4 separate regions of the Mus musculus genome follow, and regions 2, 3 and 4 are each linked to region 1. The links are chromatin contacts, called in public Hi-C and promoter capture Hi-C maps. All regions are on one chromosome and are shown on one strand. The core of a region is the stretch at or near the end of the contact, and the rest is flanking DNA. Distances in the headings are between cores, read along the strand shown. Region 1 holds the start of Samd4 (sterile alpha motif domain containing 4). Region 2 has its middle 14 kb from the start of Gm10371. Region 3 overlaps Samd4 (sterile alpha motif domain containing 4). Region 4 overlaps Samd4 (sterile alpha motif domain containing 4).

Evidence for each region. Promoter capture Hi-C pulls out the DNA fragments that hold promoters and counts their contacts. A called contact is a pair of places that touch in the nucleus more often than the background predicts.
Region 2: a contact with region 1 is called in a Hi-C map of the N1E-115 cell line, with 10 times the contacts expected there. The contact joins the enhancer-like site here to the promoter of Samd4 in region 1. A contact is called at or near these places in 6 of 39 promoter capture datasets (the C10 cell line, the HPC-7 cell line, cranial neural crest and 2 more), 1 of 15 datasets of contacts at CTCF or cohesin (pro-B cells), 2 of 484 Hi-C or Micro-C datasets (the C2C12 cell line and the N1E-115 cell line), 13 of 115 datasets of contacts at active chromatin or transcription factors (SST interneurons, embryonic forebrain, embryonic limb bud and 8 more) and 2 of 9 other capture datasets (adipose tissue and liver).
Region 3: a Hi-C map of myocytes shows a contact between it and region 1, with 4 times the contacts expected there. The contact joins the enhancer-like site here to the promoter of Samd4 in region 1. A contact is called at or near these places in 12 of 39 promoter capture datasets (3T3-L1-derived adipocytes, the C10 cell line, HPC-7-derived erythroid cells and 7 more), 6 of 484 Hi-C or Micro-C datasets (bone marrow-derived macrophages, embryonic fibroblasts, embryonic stem cells and 2 more), 25 of 115 datasets of contacts at active chromatin or transcription factors (the NIH/3T3 cell line, bone marrow-derived macrophages, cardiomyocytes and 17 more) and 3 of 9 other capture datasets (adipose tissue, liver and pancreatic islet).
Region 4: a contact with region 1 is called in a promoter capture Hi-C map of liver, with 4 times the contacts expected there. The contact joins the enhancer-like site here to the promoter of Samd4 in region 1. A contact is called at or near these places in 19 of 39 promoter capture datasets (the 3T3-L1 cell line, 3T3-L1-derived adipocytes, the C10 cell line and 12 more), 1 of 15 datasets of contacts at CTCF or cohesin (pro-B cells), 38 of 484 Hi-C or Micro-C datasets (the 63-12 cell line, the AML12 cell line, B cells and 27 more), 23 of 115 datasets of contacts at active chromatin or transcription factors (SST interneurons, T-cell acute lymphoblastic leukemia, bone marrow-derived macrophages and 17 more) and 4 of 9 other capture datasets (adipose tissue, embryonic stem cells, liver and 1 more).

What each region holds. Positions count from the first base shown.
Region 1 is chr14:46,881,713-46,885,567 of GRCm38.p6, forward strand. It overlaps Samd4 (sterile alpha motif domain containing 4), which reads left to right and starts at 1,253. Exons shown (of 13, transcript NM_001037221.2): 1 at 1,253-1,456; 2 at 2,687-3,304. The coding sequence starts at 3,109. It overlaps Gm34934 (a long non-coding RNA gene), which reads right to left and starts at 1,087. Exons shown (of 2, transcript XR_383407.3): 1 at 28-1,087.
Region 2 is chr14:47,127,943-47,131,506 of GRCm38.p6, forward strand. No RefSeq gene overlaps it. Among named protein-coding and RNA genes, the nearest start is that of Gm10371, 14 kb to the left of the region's middle. Within about 2 kb of position 1,374, at least 5 of the 459 cell types and tissues checked have an H3K27ac peak or open chromatin away from gene starts, as enhancers often do. A contact at or near this core is called in the N1E-115 cell line, where this site is marked.
Region 3 is chr14:47,029,554-47,033,260 of GRCm38.p6, forward strand. All of the region lies in intron 3 of Samd4 (sterile alpha motif domain containing 4), which reads left to right. Among named protein-coding and RNA genes, the nearest start is that of Gm52121, 23 kb to the left of the region's middle. Within about 2 kb of position 2,173, at least 13 of the 459 cell types and tissues checked have an H3K27ac peak or open chromatin away from gene starts, as enhancers often do. A contact at or near this core is called in muscle stem cells, myocytes and pancreatic cancer cells, where this site is marked.
Region 4 is chr14:47,102,635-47,106,104 of GRCm38.p6, forward strand. It overlaps Samd4 (sterile alpha motif domain containing 4), which reads left to right. Exons shown (of 13, transcript NM_001037221.2): 13 at 1-3,183. The region is part of intron 3 of Gm10371 (predicted gene 10371); the gene reads right to left. Among named protein-coding and RNA genes, the nearest start is that of Gm10371, 12 kb to the right of the region's middle. Within about 2 kb of position 2,162, at least 80 of the 459 cell types and tissues checked have an H3K27ac peak or open chromatin away from gene starts, as enhancers often do. A contact at or near this core is called in B cells, CD8 T cells, the CH12 cell line and 11 more, where this site is marked.

The sequences.
Region 1 (3,855 bases), core at 3-2,502:
GGAGGAATAAGGCCTTGGACACTTTACCTTTAAAACTGTGCTAGCTAGAGCAGGGCAGACCCACGTTTGCTTTTCCAGCTCTCGTTTATAAATGCTCCCAAGTCTCTGGAAAACAAATTCGAAGGCTCGGTGTTTCTTCTGAAACAGGCTGGATTTTGGCCAGTCCCTTTGTGACCGTTCGCATTAGAAGATGCAGAAATGTCTAGGCTTTAGGGTATTTTTAGTCAACCCTTCTTTTGGGTAATTGACCCATGCAAGCATTTTATAGTAGGCGACCTAGAGCTTCCAGCGACAAATCCCGGCCCAGCCTCTGGCCCCGCCCTCTGCAGGCACAGGTGAAAGCCGCGTCCCCCAAACTCCGTGGTGCTGACAGGTGGTCTCGCCACGCCTCCCCGTCGCCCAGGGCGCCTGGGGCCACAGCTCCAGGCCACAAGCCACAGCCGCGCGCCAAGCATAGCTTGAGATCAGGCTCCCGAAGTCCGCCTCCTCCTCTCGGGAAAGCGAGGCCTGAGGCGGGTATGGAGGACTGCAAAAATAAAGGGCATCCAGCGCCGGACTTGGGCTGAGGGTGATCGACCAGGCTCTGCTTGCTTCTCCTAGACAAGGGCCTCGTGGAGCACCGCGGCCAGACACATCTAGCCCTGCGCGTTGTGCCCTTCGCCGCCCTCTGCTACTTCATGCGTCCCAGACCCCAGGAATCCGTCCAAGCCCCCAGAGACAGTGACTCCGGGTGTTTACGGTCTACACCAGTCAGTCACCCACGGGACCAGTCAGCCACCCACAGGTCCCAGGCCAAAGGGTCACTGGACCTGGGGAGCCACATTCCCAAGGGCGAGCGGCGGGTGGCAGCACCGTTCTCGCTCCAGTCCAGCTCCGTTGGGATTCACTCCTGTCCCAGCTCCGGAGGCTCCGGTGCCCTGGCCGTTGTAGAACACGCGGGTGGCAGCCGAGAGGAATTCACCCGGACCCCTCCCCTTCCCCAAACTTCTGTGTTTCTCTACGCAGATCTTCCAATCTGCGCTCTTCCGCTCCTCCCACTTGGCTCCCTCCTCCTCTATGGCCCGGGCTTAGGAATCCGTCCCTCCCCCCAACCCGCCGCCCGCCGGGCCCGGGGATCCTCCCCCCCTCCCCCGACTCCCCCGCGTGCCGCCGCCGCCGCCCGGGTTCCTCTCCCCCCGCTCGGGCGCTCCCTGCCAAGCCCATGATGTAATGGTGTATGTTAATCAGTAGCATGTGGGGAGCTCCGGGCGGCTCAGTCCTTCGCGAGCCGACACTGGAGGCAGCAGTGGCGGCAGCGATAGCGCCCCGAACCCGCAGCGCTGCCCTCTCCGCGCGCCGCCAGCCCCGACGGCATGGCCCGCAGCCCGCGCTCCGAGCGCCCCCAACCCCACTGATTGCTGCTACGGCCCCGGACCCGCGCGCAGGGCCCCGAGCCGCAGGGATGAGCTGCGTGGAGGTGAGCGTCCCTTCTGCTGTCCCGGGCGAGGCACCCAGTGGTTCCTCCGACCCTTTCCCGGGGGCTTCGCTCTTCTACCCAGAAGTTCTGGGTGTCAGATGCTGGAAGCGAGCGGCCCCCAGAGGGTCCGGCGCTTAGTCTCTGCTCGCCTCGCCACGGGAGCTGAGATGGGACGATAGAGCCCCTAAACCTAACTTTTCTTCTTTGAGGTCCTTGGGGGGCGTGTGCGGAAGGGAGGAATCTGCATTTCCCTCGGGGTCCGCCCTGCCGCCTGGGAAAGCCGTGATACGGGCTCCCGCGGTCCCTGCGTAAGGCGTGCGCCCCCAACCGCATCGCCTTGGGCCTGGGACCGGAGGGCGAGGACACTCCGGCCCGCAGGCGGCGGCGGGGACCGGGGGCAGGATGCCTAAATCACACGCGCGCGCACACACATCTGATGGTCGTGGGTCAAGCAGGCCCAGGGAAACCTCCCGGGTGGGCTGGCGCGGCGCTGGGGAGTGAGGGCTCTGACTGAGCCGCGCCGAGCTTTGGATAGGGAGAGTTTATTTTTGTCTCGAGCTGTCGCTGCGGCTGCTCACGGCCTAAATCCAGAGGGGAGCCTGGCGGCGGAGATGCTGGCTGTTGCTGTAGATGGAGCTGCAGCCGTACGGCTGCTTCTCCGGGAGGAGGAGGAGGAGGGAGGAGGGAGGGAAGGAATAGGAGGGAAGGAATAGGAGGAGGAGGGAGGAGGAGGAGGAGGGGGAGGAGGAGGAGGAGGAGGAGGAGGAGGAGGAGGAGGAGGAGGAGGAGGAGGAGGAGGCTGGAACCCTGGTTGCCTCTGACACCGCCTCTGCTTTGCATTAGCCCCCACCCCACCCCCGCGCCCCTTCACAGCCGCATTGCAAGTTTTCAGCGCGGGGAGGATCTGTTGCTGGTGCTGGCGTTCGCAGACACAGCCCCAGAGGCCACTCCGGGTGGGGTGTGCAGGGAGCACTTGCGGGTCACAGCCGCAGCAACAGGAAGCCGCGGGGTCTCCTCCCGCACCTGGGAAGGAAGTGTGCAATAGCTCAGCTCGCGCATCCGAGTGTGGAGAGGCCGGCTGGAATTTAGGGGACTTCCCTTCGCGGGACACCCCTTCCCCCAGCCTTGGCTTCCACACACCCCCTACCGAGCTCCCTCTCACTCCCGGATCCCCCTAGACGCTCCAGTCCGCGTGCCGAGGTCTCACTGCAGCTTTTTCTGTCCTTTCAGTAGTGATTGCCGCTTGGGAATGCGGGTGTGAAGGGTCCGAGCTGCCGCCCAGCGGGGAGGAGACCCCAGGACGCCGGAAATCACCATCCTGAAGCTACGAGAAAAGGGGAAGGAGCGATCTTCATTCAGTTTTGTGCCTTGCGAGGGATTTACATTTTTAATCGCTATTTTTTTTTTTTAAAATATCTCCGCGCTACTGTCTGTCATCGTCTCTGGAGAATCAACCAGAACCACCAGAACGTAACTGAACCGATAGAGAGAGGAGAGCAAGGCAGGAGCAGAGTCAGTACCTGCAGCGCCCGGGCACCGGAGACCTTGGAACCAGAACGTGTCTCGGGAGGCCACGGGGCTGCGGCTCCGCCAAACTTTGGGGCGGGCAGGAGCGCCAAGGGGCTTCGTAGACGGAGGGCGGCCCCCTAACCATGATGTTTCGCGACCAGGTCGGGGTGCTGGCGGGCTGGTTTAAGGGCTGGAACGAGTGCGAGCAGACTGTTGCACTGCTGTCGCTGCTCAAGCGCGTAAGCCAGACCCAGGCCCGCTTCCTTCAGCTCTGCCTGGAGCACTCGCTGGCCGACTGCGCCGAGCTGCACGTCCTGGAAGGAGAGGCCAACAGCCCGGGTAAGTGCGCGGCCGTGGATCCCGCGGCTCCCCGGGAATCCAGTCTCCCCGCCTCCAGCCCGGGCTCCGCCCCCGCCCCCCCCCCCCCGGCCTCCACCCGCGGGGACCTGGTCCTCACTGGCCCCGGGGCTCTGAGCATCTGCGTCGGACCCGACCCTTCTTCACTTCCCCTGTCCGCTTTGGGGCTTTGACCATTGTGAACTCCTTAGTCCATTCCGTGTTGTAGCTACGGTAGCATGAATGATTGATTTTTCTCTCCTGCGCTTTCCTTGGAAATAAGTAAGTCAGGTCACGTAGAGTCTGGATTTTCTGCCACCCCCCCCCCCCCTTTCGGGTAACGTGGCTCGCTGGCTTTCAGCAATACACCAGGAAGCTCAGGACTGCCCCTTCAGTCACTGAGCTCAGACAGGCTGTAAGAATACCTGAAAATGCAATTTTATTATTCATTCTCCTTCAACCCCCACGGATAGCACTGTTTTAGAGGTTTGTCTTCCGAATAATATGTAGGTGACGCTATAGACTGTTAAAATGACATTTGCAGCATGGCTGTG
Region 2 (3,564 bases), core at 124-2,623, 250 kb after region 1:
TCTGTTGCTGTAAAGAGACACCATGGCCAAGGCAACTCTTATAAAGGAAAACATTTAATAGGGGTTGGCTTACAGATTCAGAGGTTCAGTCCATTGTCATCAAGTTGGGAGCATGGCAGCATCCAGGCAGGCATGGTGCAGGGGGAGCTGAGAGTTCAATATCTTGTTCCAAAGGCAAATAGAAGACTGGCTCACAGGCAGCTAGGAGGAGAGTCTCAAAGCCCGCCTCCCACAGCGACACAAGGGCACACCTACTCCAACAAGAATGCACCTCCTAATAGTGCCACTCCCTAGGCCAACCATACTCAAACCTCCTTACTGGCTAAGCATACCCTGCCTCGTCTTCCTGTAACCAGGTCAGTTCCAGCATCTTTCACCTGTAACAAGTGGTACTAAAGACGCTTTCCCATGCATCGTTGTGGGTCTATGTACAGGGTGATGTCAGCGGGAATCCATAGGTCTCTGGCCGGACCCCTTGAGGCTGAAAGTGCTCCTGAGTTGGTGGCAGGTGGCAAGACACAGTGGGCAGCTAGGGGCCAAGGCCAAGACCACTGAGCAGGAAGTGGCTGCATTCAGGCTTGCACACCTGGCTGGTTGGGCCAGGCAGAGGTCCAGTGAAGAAAGTGTCAGGAGAGAAAGCTCTTCCCTGGAGCTCAGTAAGACAGGAACTCGCAGATGATCTTTGGCGCACTTTATTCCTCATGGACGGGACCTGATCTGACGGGATTCTAGAGGCAGATGCTTTCCATTGGCTTGGTGTGAGATGTTAGGAATGCCTCTTCTGTGTGTGGAGAAGCTTCGGGTGTTGTCCCTACATGACTGATTATCACAGTCCTCTCCATGGACATATATATGAACCTGGTCAGGAGTAGATTTAAAAGCCTGCCATTCTCAATCATGAGAATTGCTGGGGTTCCTGAATCCGTTCAACCTTGCCGGGTTTTCTGTCTGGTGGCACAGTTCACTGCCCCACACATCATTAAAGAAGCACAGATCACCAACTTGCCGTCAAAGCCCAGCACTGATGGTTCCCTCTCCCAAACCAGCGAGCATCTGCACGTCTGTCTAATCCAGAGCATATTCCTGCCTGTGATGGTCACTTCAATACTGGGCTCCCCTGTGCTGCCCTCTCCCCTATCCTCTATAGGGTCCCCTGAAAACAATAGCCAAGGAGTAGTGTTTACTAAGCCACTTGTCCCCAGTCTCAGACCCAGAGCAGCATCACTGAAGAGAGGAGACCCACCAAAACCCAGTGGGAGCTGTGGCCATCTGTCTGTCTGCATAAGTGATGGGGAGAAAGAAACCAAGGCTAGCAGTATAGAAAACCCACCCCTGAGCTGGCCAAGCCCATGACTGCAGCCCAACCACTAAGCCTGTTGAGTCCTGCTTTTCCTGCCAGCTACAGGCCTAGCCCAGCCAAACAGCCTCAGCCTACAAGCCCCACTCAAGAATGATTGAAAACAGACACTTAGGAAGATGAGTCTTAGGCTCTGAAGGCTAATAGTGAGGGCTCTAACAGCCCTCTGCTGCCTGGCAGCACACCCCAATTTCATCTTTGTAAGTGCTAACTAACATCATTTAAGCTCCACCGTCTGGAAACCAGGGAGCTCGAAATAGCCCTGCCAGCCAGTTCGCCACAAGGATGTTCAGCCTCACATAATCCAGGATATTACCTTTCAAACTGACAAATATGTGTGTGTGTGTGTGTGTGTGTGTGTGTGTGTATGGTTAGTAGCACAAGCCCCCAGTCCTAACGTTCTGCACACTGAGATGGAGGATGGCTGAGCCCAGCTGTGGGAGATCAGCTGGGATTGCATTGGTGAGAGGGTAAAAGACAACTTGAGACAGAAAGAATGCACACGGCCTTGTCAATACTGAAAAAAGGTTTGCTTGATTGTTCTTGTGTCCTGGGGTTTGGGAGATATCTCAGTTCAACAAGAAAAAGAAGTTCTGGGCAAGTGTGAAGACTGGAGTTTGGGTCCTCAGAGCCCACATCAATGCCGGTGTGCACGGTGGTTCATTTGTAATCCCAGTTCTTTAAGCAGCATCAGGATCAACCAGAGCAAGATGGCCACCTAAACTAGACAGGTGACAATGAAAGACATGCAGTGTGTGCGCGCATGCATGTATGTGTATGTGTGTCTGTATGTGGTATGTGTGTGTCTGTCTGTCTGTCTGTCTGTCTATGTCTGTGTATCTGGTGTATGTATATGTATCTATATGTGGTATTTTGTATGTGTCTGTTGTGTATGTATCTGTATATGGTGTGTGTGTCTGTGTGTCTATGTCTGTCTGTGTATCTGTATGTGTGTCTGTGTATCTGCCTGTGTATGTGTGTATATATGTGTGTATCTGTCTTTTACTGTGTGTCCATGTGTCTGTGTGTCTGTATGTGTCTATGTATGTGTGACTGACAGAGTCTCATGTATCTAGGCCTCAACCTGACTATGTAGCTGAGGTTGACTTTGAACTCCTGATCTTCTTGCTTTTGCCTCCCACCTGTTGGCACTACAGGTGTATGCCACCTCACCCACCTTTATTTTATTTTGTATGTTATGTGGAGTATTTTCTTTACTTTCAACCTTTCCCACCTTGAATGTCCAATCATTTCTAGTCAGAATTTTACACATTTGTTATCTAATGTCCTTCATGGTTAAACCTGCCTATTTGGGCTCTCACTGGGCTTTGTTTTATGGGAAATGAAGGCAGATGGGAGTTTTAGACATATCTAGGACATTTCAAATGGGTAGAGATGAAAACAAGCCTGAACTGCGTGGAATGTCCCAAGAACACATGGCTACAATGTGTCACTGGTCTAACCTGGGAGCTATATCTTCTGTGGCCCTCAAATAATCATAGTGCGGGAACTTCAGAAGACCCTGCCAGTGCAAGCCATGTTATCCCTCCCCCTTGGAAGAGCGATACAGGACTGTTCCCACAGCCACCAGGACAATGTAGCCGGAACTGACCATCTTAGAAGCAGATCTAAGCACACAGCAAGAGTCACTGGGTGTGAAGCTGACTCGCCCTTTGAAAGTCTTTTCAACAGTAAGACTGTGAGCAGTAGCATCAATCCAAGGAAAGCACACATTCAACCAACAAGTGATGGCCATCCAGAGAAAGAAAATGAGTCATATTTTTACATAGTCAAAACCATGGTAGTTTATAGTGTGTGGTAATAGTACTGGACACAGGGCTGGTGACATGGCTCAGCGGGTAAGAGCACTGACTGCTCTTCCAAAGGTCCTGAGTTCAAATCCCAGCAACCACATGGTGGCTCACAACCACCTGTAATGAGATCTGACGCCCTCTTCTGGTGTGTATGAAGTCAGCTACAGTGTACTTATGTATAATAATAAATAAATCTTTGGACCTGAGTGAGCGGGGTTGACCAGAGCAATCAGGGCTGACAGGAGTGAGCAGAGGTCCTAAAAAATTCCCAACAACCGCATGAAGGTTCACAACCATCTATACAGCTACAGTGTACTCACATACATACATACATCTAAAAAAAATATTACTGGACACAAGTAGGATCCTGCAACTCTTCCCTGAGGAGTGAAA
Region 3 (3,707 bases), core at 923-3,422, 150 kb after region 1:
CAGCGAGAACCACAGTTCATCTGCGACATGCATGGGTACAGGTCAGGAGGCAAACCTCTGGAGACAGTTCCTACCAGACAACTTGTGGGATGCAGGATCAACCTCAGACTATGAGGCCTGGGTGCAAATGCTTCTACCTACTGAGCTAGCTCACCTTCACACAGCTACAAGAGTTGTAACAGGCTGCTCTGTGCAGTAAGACATCTGATTTGCTTACTAAGACATTGATACTCATCAGCTTTTTGTTACCAATGAAAATATGGGAGGCCAGGCAGTGGTGGCACACGCCTTTAATCCCAGCACTTGGGAAGCAGAGGCAGGTGGGTTTCTGAGTTCGAGGTCAGCCTGAAAGGAAGAAAGAAAGAAAAAAGAAAGTATGTGAGTCTGCAACCCTATAGGTGGAACAACAATATGAACTAACCAGTACCCCCCCAGAGCTCGTGTCTCTAGCTGCATATGTAGCAGAAGATGGCCTAGTTAGCCATCACTGAGAAGAGAGGCCCCTTGGTATTGTAAACTGTATATGCCCCAGTACAGGGGAATGCCAGGGCCAAGAAGTGGGAATGAGTGGGTAGGGAAGCAGGGCGGGGGGAGGGTATGGGGAACTTTCGGGATAGCATTTGAAATGTGTATAAAGAAAATATCTAATGAAAAGAAAAGGAAAGAAAACAAAAAGAAAAAGTATGTGAGCCAGGCTAGTTTATCAAAGAAATTCACTCAGCCTCCAGTAGTTCCGGAAGCTCAAGGGCTTGCTTGGCACCTGCCTGGGCTCAGTTCTGGGAGGATCCATTTGGCTGTCCCACATCATGGCAGATGGCAGTCTCAAGACCATGTGTACAAATGATCACACGACAGTCAGGAAGAGGGAGGAGCTGGGCATGGCCAGGCTCAGGTTTCTATGTCAAGCCTTGATGAGAACTACCTAGGACTTTGTGAAAATCTCCCTAATGGATCTCAAGTGATCTAAAGGCCCCCTGGGTGTCCCTAAGTGTCCCATGCTACACTACAGGACACCACTAGTCACATAAGATGTTGAGAGACAAGCTACATGCAGTGTCCCATGAAGAGAACTATAAGGCTATGTGTGACATCTTAGATATTTAAATTCGGGATATAAATAACAAAATGATTTGTGTTGTTTTGTTACTGTTTTTAGATTTCTTTATTTTACATATACAGGTGTTCTGCCTGCATGTATGTTTGTGTACCACATATGTGCAGTGCCTGGAGAGGCCAGGAAAGGGCACTGGAGCCCTCAGAAAAGGATGGTAGCTGCCATGTGCACGCTGGGGTTTGAATCTCCATTCTCTGGAAAAGTGCTCTCAATGACCGAACCGTCTCTTCGATACCCAAAAAAGGTGTTCTTGATCAATAGCTAGGGGTATAGTCATGGATAAGTTATTTGACTATTAAATATCTCTTTTATTCATATATTAGATGGGGATAAATTTTTATCAGAAGACCTCTCAGTGGTCCTGCTCAGGATGGGAAATTGATGTGTTCATTGTAATAGCCATTAAAAACATTGAACCATAAAGAATAAGACCTTAAGCACTTTAACTTAAAGCTTGAATATGTACACACCCTTTCATCATCAGTGAATTTTTAGAAATCATTTTACCTTGTGTGTACGGGTGTTTTGCCTGCATGTATGTCAGTGTGTCATGGGCACAATTGGTGCCCACAGAGGCCAGAAAATGGTGTTAGATCCCCTGGAACTGGTGTTACAGGGGATTGTGAGCCATCATGTAGGTGCTGATAATTGAACCCAGTCCTTTGGAAGAGCAGCTAGTGCTCTTAACCACTAGAGCCCAGAGCTCCATAGTCTTTTTGTGTAGAATTTTATTCCTTTTCTCGTCGTGTGATGAAAGCCCCGACAGAAGGAACTTAAGGGAGAAGGGAATTGGGGGTCTCATGGTTTCAGAAGGTATAGTCTGTCATGGTAGGTCAGGGGAGGGGTGATGGGATCACGTGACAGGAGGAGAACAGGGCAGATAGCAAATCCTGGCTTTGACCTTTACCATCTCAACCCTGACGGCCTCCTCCCACCAGACAGGCCCTGCTGCCAAAGCCACCACAACCCTCACAACAGGACCACAAGCTAGAAACCCAGCACTGTTCGTGACATGACCCTGTGGGGTAGTGGACCTTCCACCCCTCTTCTCCAATGAGTCAGAACACAGCAGCTGTGAGGGCCCTGCTAGTCAGCTGTTGAATGAGCAATACATAGAAGACACAGCCACAACCTCATGCCCCAAAATTTGGTCTATCCTCTCAATTAGATCAGGGACATTAAGGCTTGCAATTAGTCTTTTCTGTGTGTGTGTGTGTGTGTGTGTGTGTGTGTGTGTGTGTGTGTGTGTGTGTGTGTGCACACACACACACACACACACACACACACACACACGGACTTGCTTTTGAGTGTGAGTATCTGAAATACAGACTCATCATAATGATCCAACCACAGTAACTGTGGATTCTTCACTGGTAACTTTGGTCTCCTAATTAGATGGAACAGTTCTAATGATCCCACATTTTCTTCTGTCTCAGTATCATTTGCATTCCTTTCTTCTTTTATTTTTGAGATATAATACAATTACATCATTTTCTCCTTCGTTTTCCTCCCTCCAAACCCACCCTCCATATACCCCTCCTTGCTCTCTCATATTCGTGGTCTCCTTTTCTTTACACACACACACACACACACACACACACACACACACACACACTGCTTGATCTGTATAATGCTGCTTGTTCGTTTGTGTTTTCAAGGGCTGACCCCCAGCTGGTGTGTCCTTCCCTAGGGAAGGCTGTTTCTCCTGCTCTCGGCATTTCTTAGTTGCTAGCAGTACTTTAGAGCTCAACTCCACCCCCACCCCCTCATCAACACATTTATGTCTATTGGTGTCATGGGTTTTTTGTTTGTTTTGTTCTGGTTTTAAGACTAGGCAGGGGTCAGGGGGAGGAGTTGGAGAGGAAGGAATGAGGAGTAGGTTTGATCAAAATACATACACAAGTATAAAATTCTCAATTAAAAATTAGAAGACCCTTATAAAACCTTGAAAAATCCAGTATTTGTCTAGGAAAATGGCTGAGTGGTTAAGACCACATATTGTTCTTATAGAGAATCTGAGTTCAGTTCCCAGCCTTCACATCAGGCGGGCAGCTCACCCCTGCCTGGCAATCCAGCATCAGAGAGCCGACCCCTCTCTCAAGCCTTGAGCCCGTGTGCACACATGCACATAAGTGCACATAAATTAATAATAATAATAATAATAATACCTAGTATCCTGTAAATACCGTGATCCCTCCCAAAGGTTGTTTCAGCAACATATTAAGTCTTATTAAATAACTTGAAACATATCTGATTTTTTTAAAGGAAGAATAAATAGTAAGTAAAGGTAGCTATCAATGTTCTGATTTTGAGTCTACTACTAAACAAGAATGATTTGTAGTAATGTAAGAGTATTATTCAGATTTATCAAAATAGTCCTTAAGTAGCAGAATGTCACTCACTAATGTACAGATACATGACACAGAAGTGTGACCAGTCCTGAGCATGCAGAGCGTTTCCAGGAAAAAATAGTATGTCATGTTGAAAGGGTTAGCAATCTACCCCCGTGTCGCTCTGAGTAGCATAGACTCCCAGGGATTCCCAAGCCTTTAGAAAGGACTAAGGGTCATACTCTGCTCCTTCATTCTGCGTT
Region 4 (3,470 bases), core at 912-3,411, 220 kb after region 1:
TGCAGGAGCCTAGGCCTGGGAGTCTTATCTCTTCTCACTCCATCTCTGCCAAAGGAGAATGGCCCAGCAGTAGTGTCACAGAGAGAATGCAGAGATGCAATAGGTCCCCGTGGTCCAGCTCCACCATGGGAGGAAGAGGGGACAATGGAAACAGAAGCAGGAAAGGTTAAGTTCCTGAGAGAAGTGGTTGCTCTCTCTATGCATGTGAGTCAGAGATTTGCTGTGTTGTGGGATGGTTTATCCAACCACGCACAGAAAAGAGAAAACCCTCACACGTACATTACACAGTTCGAGATTAACTGTAACACCGTGTGGGAATAGATCTATTTCTTAAGGGCAACAAAGAATAGTTCAGAATTTAATGCAATGGAGGATATCAGAGGGAATCCAAAAGAAATTATGTGCCACACTGGAGAATTAGCTGCGTAAATGTGACAGTATGAGTGAGTAGCCGGAGGCATGATCTAGAACATAATATAAGGCCTGTCTAGTAAATGGGTAAGACAGATTCCTCTTTAAAAAAAAAAAAAAAAGTGACATTTAAAACCAGACCATGCAAATGACCTTGCCTATGGTTATTTTTTTTTTCAAGTTAATGAAGTGCACACAGATTCTAAAGGCCTTAATAAAAATCCACACAACTGTGTTTGCCTGTCAAGATTACAGGTGGACAACCGAGCCGAGCCTTGGATGCTACAACAGAGATTTCGAAGTCCTTTTACAGTGCAGGGCCAAGGACACCTTAAGAAGGTTGAGCTTTTAGTGATCATGGACGACTTGGATCATCACCCCAATCAGCACTTTATAACAACACCAGAAACAAAAGATGCAGGACACTCCTTGGGTGACCCAGTCTTGAAGATGCAAATTCACGTGCAGAAAGAGGCAGCATGTTTAATTTTTATATGTAGATAGATAGACTTTTTTTTTTTAACCAAGTGCCATTAACATTCATCCCTCGTGTCCCTTTCCAAGCTCAGTGTTGGGGAAGGAGCTGGGATGGAGGATCCCATGTCAGGCAGAACAGGTTAAAATGTCGAAGGCCAAAGGGAAGGCCAGAGGGTCTGAGGAAGTGTTTGGAGGATGCTGGAAAGGTTAACAGAGAGGAACAATAGGACTCCTCATCCTGTAGGAAAGAGAAGGTGTTTAAGTCCGCTACACGCAACGCACGTACCCATAAGGTCATGGGATATTCAGAAACCAGTTTGTGAACACAATCACACGAGTGCGAATCTTTTAAGAGGAAGAAGACCATAGAGTATATTTGCAAATCTGAATTTCTATTTATTCCTTCATTGAATATAGAAGCAATGGTTATCTGATTATTAGAGATATTATTTTGGATATGTCACTTATTAACTCGCTATGGCTGGTACCCATGATAAAGTCTGTTATTAGTAACAACAGAATTCTTTTTTTAAAAAAAAAAAGAAAAAAAGAAAAGCTTATTTTTCATTGACTGTATAGATTTATCTACTTAGTTGTGGTTTGCTATGTTAGTGTTTTTATTTTTATTTTTTAAGTTGTGTTCTGATGATTTTTAAGAACCTCCCCCCCCCCACCTTGATTTGAGTCCTGTGTTGACTACAGGTATACAGCTCAATTTAAAAATCCTAAAGCAAAGAAATTTTATTTATAAAAAAAAATTTTAAAAAGAGTCGAGCAGTTGCATGCCTGAGGCTGTGAAGTCAGGCCTTGAGCAGTGAGCTGCAGTGCCTTTTTTTGTATTTACCCATTGACCACCCCGCCCCAACACAGCTGTTTTATATTAAATAGTAAAGGTTTGAAACTTTCCGAGTAAAGTCTATTTCACTGCATAGGTTCTCCCCATCTCCACCCCACCCCACCCCCGCCCCCACCCGCACCCCAGGCGCCCTGATTTAAGCAGCATGTCTGCACTGTCTGAGACACAATGCTGGTCTACAATATCATGGGGTGATGTTTTATTGGTGCTTTTTTGTTCATAGTGTTTTCTTACCAGAAAACAGTAGGAAGAAACACAAACTATACAAGACACAACACGACGCTGCTGATGGTTTGTTTTGTGTGTTCCCCACCCCCACCTGCTTTTTGAGTTTCACTTTCTTATTACACAAATCCAGCAAGCAAAGTAGTGGCCGGTGGGTCCCGCCTGCCTGCCTGCCTAGGGCTGCTATTTGCATCAAGCGCCCAGCCTGGGTTGAGCTGAAGGTCTCTTTCTGGTACCCAGGCCGGGAGCCAGCCGCAGCTGGGCCCCACCTCCCATTCTCCCGATGCGACACTGAGGGAAACCAGAGTTTCTTTTGAGGTGTCGCTGGCTGCCTTTTACAGAGTGGGAGTCTTCTCTGGGCCTTCCTTTCCTCTGTGCCTAGTAGCTAGCTAGCGCTGGTGCAAGGTTTGTAGATCTGTGCACCCCAGAGCTGGGATGAGGGCTGAGCGAGGGAGGGGAGGAAAGTGGATTCTGTTGGGCGCCCTTCCTCTCTAGCCTGAGTGGGGAGAACCCAGGGTGCTCAGGTGTGCCTATCATAAACAGAACCTGCAGAAGGATAAGTTGTACACAGAGCTGTGATGATATCTGTGTTGGCTTTGTTTTTCAGTTTGTTTTTCTTTTCTTTTTTTACAACTCATCAGAGATGTTTGCAAAGCGACTTTTTTTTTAATCCTTTATCTTGACTTAAAGGTAAATATGTATCCCTCTGGGAGGAGCAAAAAGAAAGCAGGAGTGTTAGTGATGGCAAACAGGAGACTTCCTCCCTTATTAATATATAACCCTCATGTATTTATGCCTAACGCAAGCTGACTTTCAAAGAGCTTCCTTTCGTTGCATGCCCTGTGCAGGCATCTGTATTGTACATGCATGCCTTTTGTCCTGGTTTCCTGTATAAAGTTAGTGAACAAAGAAATATTTTTGCCTAGTTCATGTTGCCAAGCAATGCATATTTTTTAAATTTGTCATACATGGAAAGAGCATGTTTGTTACATGTGAAAGCTCTACTGATGCAGATACACTAATGTTTGAACATGCTGTTCTTTGCAAGTGTACAGTTTTCAAATGTTGTTATCAGTGACAACACCCTTGTGGTCTAAACTTGCTACAATGTATTTATTATTCATTTCCTCCCACAGAAATAAGAATCATGGCTATATTTCATATGGTTATATTGAGAGTGAAGGGAAATGATTAATACAAGGTTTTGTAACACTGGTGTGTATGCGTGTGTCTTTTCACTCTCTCTCCTCTTTTTGTAAATATGATTAACTATTTAAAAAAAAATGTCTCTTAGAAATCAGCCCTCACTGAAGAACCAACATGAACTCCACCCACGTGACCATACCACGTGACCACACCATGTGACCACACCATGTGATGCCCACCATTAGCTGCCTACTCCTTTCTGAGACAGGTTGGGGAGAGGATGAGCAGAATGAACATGGTTTGATCTGTGCCCAGAATATCCAGTGAATGTTTTGTCCAAGGTAAATGCAAACTA